Linked DNA regions of Rattus norvegicus: region 1 is linked to region 2. Evidence: chromatin contacts called from public Hi-C data. All regions are on one chromosome and are shown on one strand. The core of a region is the stretch at or near the end of the contact, and the rest is flanking DNA. Distances in the headings are between cores, read along the strand shown. Region 1 holds the start of Sardh (sarcosine dehydrogenase). Region 2 holds the start of Surf4 (surfeit 4).

Region 1 (3,398 bases), core at 235-2,734, 310 kb before region 2:
CTATGGCAACAGGGTTAGCCAGCGTCTCTGCTACCCTCTTCTGAAATGAGCAGCTCCATAGGCAGCCATCAAGGGGCCTCTCCCCTCCATCTTTGTTTTCTGTTTCACAAGCCCCTGAACGCCAGACCAGGGTCTTAGGTATCTCTGGGTTCCCAAGAGCTAATTTGTATGCAGTAGGGTCTCAATAAATGTACGTGAGAGACAAGCTGGCAGCAAGGCGGAGAGATGGACAGCTCCACGCAAGTACAAGTATCTAGTTGTGACTTTGGACAGGGGTGGTGGCTAGAGTCTGGGACCAGTGGCTGGCCACCCCATCCCTTCCTGATCGGGTGCTGCTACGTGCTTAGTAGGACTGCCTATGAAATCTGTCTTTCTGCTCCTGCTGGGTACCAGGGACCATCTGGTACCAGTACCTACTCTGATTTTTGGACATCCAGAGGCTTTAAAACATACTGGTTCTTCTTGGATTCACTCAGGACATCTACTCATGCCAGGAATGGGCACACTGTCCTGGATACAGGCAGACTGTGGGCAGCTGCCTGACTTCCTCCATGGCCTGTCTGGTCCCAGGAGTGAGCAAGCTGGGGTTGGAAACACAGACGAGTGCCAAGATGATCTCACCAGGGGCTTCAGTTCAAGGCGGGATAGTTCTACCCACGAAGCCAACTATAGATTGAGCTGGCTTGGGGGAAGGGGAACCAAGGTAGGGAAGGTAGGGAAGGCAAGATGCCTGGGTCCACAGCAGTTTGGAGATCCCCGGGTTAGAGATGTGGAAGGAAATGTGAGAGCGAGGTCATCCGCAGAGCCGGGCTCCGTCTCACAGCGCTTCTCTGCTGGCCGGCCAGGAGAACTGCCCCCTTGGCAGCTGTCCCAGCTGGGCTGGCCAGGAAGCTGGGGTGGTGGGAGGTGCATTCCTGCCCCGGTTGTAGGCGGGACCAGCAGCAAGGGAGTGGGTGGCCTTTTCAGTTAGACCCAGATGCAGCTTGGGAAACAAGGGAGGGGCAGTGTCCTGACAGCCCCTTCATGGGCAGGTTGGTCGCCAGCTGGGACCTCCCTCTTCTTCTGGTTGAAGGACCATGGACTAGATGGGAAGGCCATGGATAAATGTGGGGGTGTAGGAGGGGGCTCCTTTATGGGAGGGCTCTGCACAGTGCCTTCCCCTCTTGGGTTCCCTTCTACCCCGTTGCTGTCTTAGAAAACAGCCCCGTGTCTGAGGCCTCAGGCCTGTGACTGAGCTCTCATTCCCTGTGTCCTGTGCCCTGGTCCTTGGGAAGCTGAGGGAGAGAGCTGCAGAGGCCAGAGGGCAGGTTAATGAAGCATCTGCTCTGAAGGAGGGGCACGCTGGGGGCCTGGCTGCCCCATCCCCCACCCCTGCCCTGACTAGCTGGGCTGGCAGAGAAGGAGCACGTGGCAGGTCCTCCAGCCAGCAGCATTGGCCTTGGGCACAGTTTGGAGAGGAAGGAGGTTCCTCTGGCAGGTATGCAGTGCCTGGCATGGTGTCCTGAGGTAGAGGCACTGCCTGGACTTGCAGAACCTCGATTGGGTCCATATCATGCTGACTTTTCCTTGCTAGGAATCTCCCAGGAGCTTCTGGAAAATCTAGGACGAAGACTAAGGTATGTATAGATTCCTGCTGAGGGGTTTCCTTCCTGTCTCATTCATGGAAGCCACAGAAAACTTGACAGCTGTCACTGTGGGGATGGGGATGGCTCAAGAGACTGCAGGGTAAGGGGGTCTCGCAGAGTGGGGTGCTGAGGTGGGTGGCTTGGCTCTGACCCACTCCTTCTCCTACTGTGCCAGTGAGGGTTCAGCGTGGACACGGTGCCGCAGTGGGTCCCAAGTCCTCATGCTGGGCGGGACCAGGGGAATATGTGGCTTTCAGATCACCGTGGGGTTTGTTCAGTGCAGCCATACAGAGGCCTGTGACCGAAGCTTCCCTTGCCTCAGTCTCTTTCCCTAAAACAGAGATGAGAGTCTCGGGCCTCAGACCAGTCTGTGCGGGTGAGTGACTGCACAGAGCTTGTCACCCACACTGGATTATGGAAGTGACTTTCTCAGTTAACTGGCTACTTGACAACAGTCATCGATACTAAGGAAGCCAGCCCCACTCAGCCAAAGCCTTGGCTTTCCCTGCTAATCCCAGGAACGGCATGAGCAATCCTCTGGAGGAGTCTTCCCCGTGCTGGGCAGGCAGGGGTCCTCTCTCCAGGAGATACTCTGGTCACCATCAGTCCTGGTAGACTTTTTTTGGGTGTGTGTGTGAGGGGGGGGGGGTCGGCTTGAGACAAGGTTTCTCTGTGTAGCCCTGGCTGTCCTGGAACTCTGTAGACCAGGCTGGCCTTGAACTCAGAGATCCGCCTGCCTCTCCCTCCCAAGTGCTGGGATCAAAGGCTGTGCTGTGTCACTAGTTGGTTTCCTGATAAACCCGTATTATTGCATTGATGAATAGGGAGATGGGATGGAGTGGGCTTTCTGAAGGAAGCTCTTGATGGTCCCTTAAGGGTAGCTGGGAGGACTATGGAGGGGACAGAGCAAAATGAGACCCCTTAGGCCAGTACCGAGTCCCCTCTGAAATCCAGAAGCCTGGGGCTGGGTATCTAGACACCTCAGCCTCCACTGGCTTTTATTGGGAACCCCTGAAGGAGAACTAGCTTATGTGGGGTTGGGTGGTACTGTCATGGGGGCTACCCTAGGCTCCTGTCCGGGTCCATTGCCAGCGCCTGTTTGGGGTTTTGGCCTCATTGCCTCCTCCACATGGCTACCCACCTCTGCCTGGATCCCCCTATGTGCAGGTGACCCCACCTATTCCCATCAATGTAGTCTTGGTTCCTCTGGGGCTGCAGTCCTTCTCTCCAGCCCCTGCTCAGCAGCCCTAGGGCCTTTCTCTACCTCGGAGCAGGACATGGCCTTCAAAATATCAGGAAGCTCTGACATGCTCTCACCAGGCCCTGGATGTTCTCATGCTGCCTGTGTCCCTAATGCTCCCGAGAGGACATTCAGTGCCCCTCTAAGGGCTCTTCTGCCTATCCCTCTATCCTCGGGTGCCCTCTCTCTCTGGATAAGCCCTCTTTCTTAGACATCATTTGGAATATCTCCCAGTTATGCCAACCCTACCTTTCTGACACCCACCCCCTACCTAAAGCTCTCTCCCCTGAGGCCAGCTAGAGCCTGCTGAAGAGGGGATGGGGGATGGGGGTGGGGGATGGGGAAGTGAATGAGTGAATGGGGAAATTGGTGAGTACATGAGTAAGTGAATGGGGGTGGGTTAGTGAATGAATGAATGGGAAAGTAGATGAGTGAATGGGGCAGTGAGTGGAGGAGTGAGTGAATGGGGGAGTGAATGAGTGAGTGGGGGTGGGAGTGAGTGGGGGAATGAATAAATGAATGGGGGAGTGAAG
Region 2 (3,177 bases), core at 421-2,920:
AACCCATTCTGGAGCCCTTATTTTACAGCCTCAGGACCTCCCCCAGGCCTGCAAGGGGAAAGTTCCCCTGGGGAACAGTGGGCTTCAGTGGCTCTTAACCCCAGTGACACCCCCATCCAGTACCCTTCTCCAACATCAACATCCAAATAAGGCCCTTAACGCATATAACTGGTGCAGTCATCGCTTTCCTCTAGGGCTCAGCACTGAAGGATGCGCTTCCTTCCCAGTCATCCTCTGTGACCTGCACTGGTGCTACCTACAATTTACTTGAGAGATACTGAGGCCTAGGGAGCAAGGTCCTGCCTTGCCTGTGGCTATGGCACTCTGGGGTCTGAGCCAGAGCTCATGTTTGAAGCCACACCTTCAGAACTAGTCTGCAAGCTAGATCTTATAAGATCAGTGCTGTCGGGTAGAGGGTGACTGAGCCTGAGGACTGAGGCTGCTGTCAGTGTGGGGAAAGCGACAAGATATGTAGGCAGTTCAGGAAGGATAGAATGCAGAGGATACAGGGAGTCTTTGGAGCCCAACCCCGGGTCAGTGAGCAGTGGATTTTTTTTTTTTCTTTAAACATTTCTGCCATCACAAGTGCATTTGCTTGGCTAACGCATCTAAAACCTTCTCTCAGAGAATGCTAGAAAAGAGAAGAGAAGTGAATGCGCGAAAGCGAAGCTTTTATAAACTGACTCTGACATTTAATAAATCTGATGTGTCAGGAAAAAAGCAATTTAAAAAAATCCACTCAGGTTTTTGGTTCTATGTTCTCCCTTTAAAGTCCCCCATACATGGAGGGAAGGGCACGTGCACCAGAGGTCAGAATGGGCGATTAGTCATCATTTTAGAGGGAAACTGAGGCCCTGGGAGGACTCGAAGGAGGACTCAGAGGAGGAAACTTGCGGGGATTATGGGGTCAACCTGTGATGGAAGATGGGCCTGGCTGTGTGAACCTCGGACTTGTCCTGCTACCTACGGACTCTGGGCCTTGGTTGGGGGCATCTCAGCACCTGATACTTTTCCATGGTATCTCGACAAGACAGCCTCACTGTCCCTCTGCGGGGCTAAGCCCTCGAGCCAGGCCGGTAGTCGAACCCTCGATTGAGCATGCTCGGTAGTGACTGCTCCGTGTGCCCACCCCACCTCCTCAGTCCCTCCACCTGACTTCCATAACCCTCAACCCGGGGCGTGTCTGCTTAGCACTTTGGCACGCACATGGCGTACTTGCTCTATGCCCCTTAAAGAAGCCAGAGAATAGGTCGCCGCGTACGGGACGAAGGGCGGGGCCCGGTGTGTTGGGCGGGGTGGGGGCGGGGCAGATTCTGTGATGACGCGGTAGGCGGAGCCTCAAGTACAACGGGCGGGAGACACAGGTGGCAGGAAGTCAACCAGCACGGTGGGCGGGACCTGCTGCTTGGTGTGGGTGTAAAGCGGTCAGTGCTTCGGGTTCTAGAGGCTAAAGGGCTAGGGGCGGTCCGTGGGGGATAGAGGGGGTGGGGCCTGGAGCGTGGGGGCGGGGTCTACTCGGGAAGGGCGCGCGGCGGAGGCGGGGCCTGCTCGTGACGGGCGGTGCGCCGGCGCCAGGCTCCTCGAGCGTGGCGGGCGGGGTCTGGAGCGTGAGGGCGCGCGGCAGGCGGGGCGGGGCGCGGCGGGAGGCGCGGCCCCTTTAAGGCTTGGCCTACGTGGCAGCCGCTAGAGCAGCCGCGGCTCAGCGAGGCCGGCCGCCGGGTACTTCCTGTGGAGGCCGCAGCAGGCGCGAGCGCCCAGGACCTGCCAGCTGAGCCTTCCGCCGCCGCCATGGGACAGAACGACCTGATGGGCACGGCCGAGGATTTCGCCGACCAGGTGCGGCCTGCCCCACAGCCCGCTGGCCATCACGGCCCCACGGACGCCCGCCCTCGCCGTCCTGCCCAGCTTCATGGAGAAATCCGAGGGAGGCTGGGCGGGGGGCGGCCAGGGAGGATCCCAGGGCCCGCGGTGCTGCTCTGTGCCCTCTGCCCTCTGAACTGCGGCGGCTCCTTGGGGACCTCTGGGGAAGGGGGTACTCTGTGCGCCCCGCTGCGTGGGGGCGTCCTCTGTCTAGGACCGTGCTGTCCCTCCCTCCTTCGCGTGGACTCTGCTCCGGTTGCCCGATCTGGGTCCACGCTGCCGAAGGAGAGGAGCCTGTCCCTTGACTCTCCTTCCCTAGTGTACAGGTGGCATGTGAACTGCAGGGAAGGCCTGGGATGAGTCTGGGCCCGAGCGACTAGCTGGGCAGGGTTAGAACCGGAGAGAGGCGCAGGTGGCACCACTTTTAAACATTAAGTTCGACACCGATGGGGTGGGAGTTGTGGAGTGTGAGCCTTTGAATTCTGAAATTGCCCCATTATGTCTGCGAAGTAGTAATATAGTCTGAACTAGCCCTGTAGGCTGAATGGTGCCGGGCCCACCCGCCAGCCTGTTTTGGTTCTTTTAGTGTGTTCGTGGCTGTCGGTGATACGAGTAGGCATTTCGTGGCCTAGAGAACTGGAAGGCTTGGGTGTGTGTGAGCATCTTCAAATGAACTGTGGTTCGAATGAGCTTCTCTACCTCTCCTTTTGAGGGGTGTCACCTCCCGTGTTCTCATTGGGTTCCGTTGAACCATTTTCCTGTGAGCTGATCTTTTTAAAGTCATTTTCACCCCTTTTGGAAAAGTTTCTAATGTCATGATTTTGCATTAAATACATAACTTTAAAATTGTAAAAAAGTTCTCAAGGACCAAGGTCTTCCTTATGTGATGGGTTTCATTGACATAATTCTCAGTGACCCAGTTTTATCTCCCTGAGTAGCAGCTCTCTAAGAAGATGGCTCCATAGCCAAGAGAAGTTTGTGAGCTGTTCACCTCAGGATCTTCAGCTGGAAAACCCTCCATTTTGCAAGTGGATTTCACAATTCGACCCAGATAAAATATCTCCAAGAAGCTGCCAACTATCGAATGATAGATTTCAACCAGAGGAAGAGTTCATTTTTTTTTATGAAGTCCTCCATGTACTTTGTTTTGATTTAAGTGCAAGAAGCCAAATCTGGGGACTGGACTGGCTTTTGTGGGGAATACAGTATCTACCTCCGCTAAGTAACTGATTTGGGCTCCTGGACTGGCCAGTGTCCACCACCCAGGAAAAAAACCCCCGGTCTCCTACTGCTTGGTGTCCAGGGCATCTCAGGTCT

What was found. Hi-C and Micro-C count contacts between places; a contact is called where the count stands out from the background.
Region 1: a contact with region 2 is called in a Hi-C map of Schwann cells, with 6 times the contacts expected there. The contact joins the promoter of Sardh here to the promoter of Surf4 in region 2. A contact is called at or near these places in 3 of 12 Hi-C or Micro-C datasets (Schwann cells, frontal cortex and mammary epithelial cells).

Annotation. Positions count from the first base shown.
Region 1 is chr3:30,969,743-30,973,140 of GRCr8, reverse strand. It overlaps Sardh (sarcosine dehydrogenase), which reads left to right and starts at 1,484. Exons shown (of 21, transcript NM_053664.3): 1 at 1,484-1,616.
Region 2 is chr3:30,657,788-30,660,964 of GRCr8, reverse strand. Surf4 (surfeit 4) reads left to right here and starts at 1,670. Exons shown (of 6, transcript NM_001033868.1): 1 at 1,670-1,836. The coding sequence starts at 1,789. It overlaps Stkld1 (serine/threonine kinase-like domain containing 1), which reads right to left and starts at 1,062. Exons shown (of 19, transcript NM_001395744.1): 1 at 1,002-1,062. The coding sequence starts at 1,016.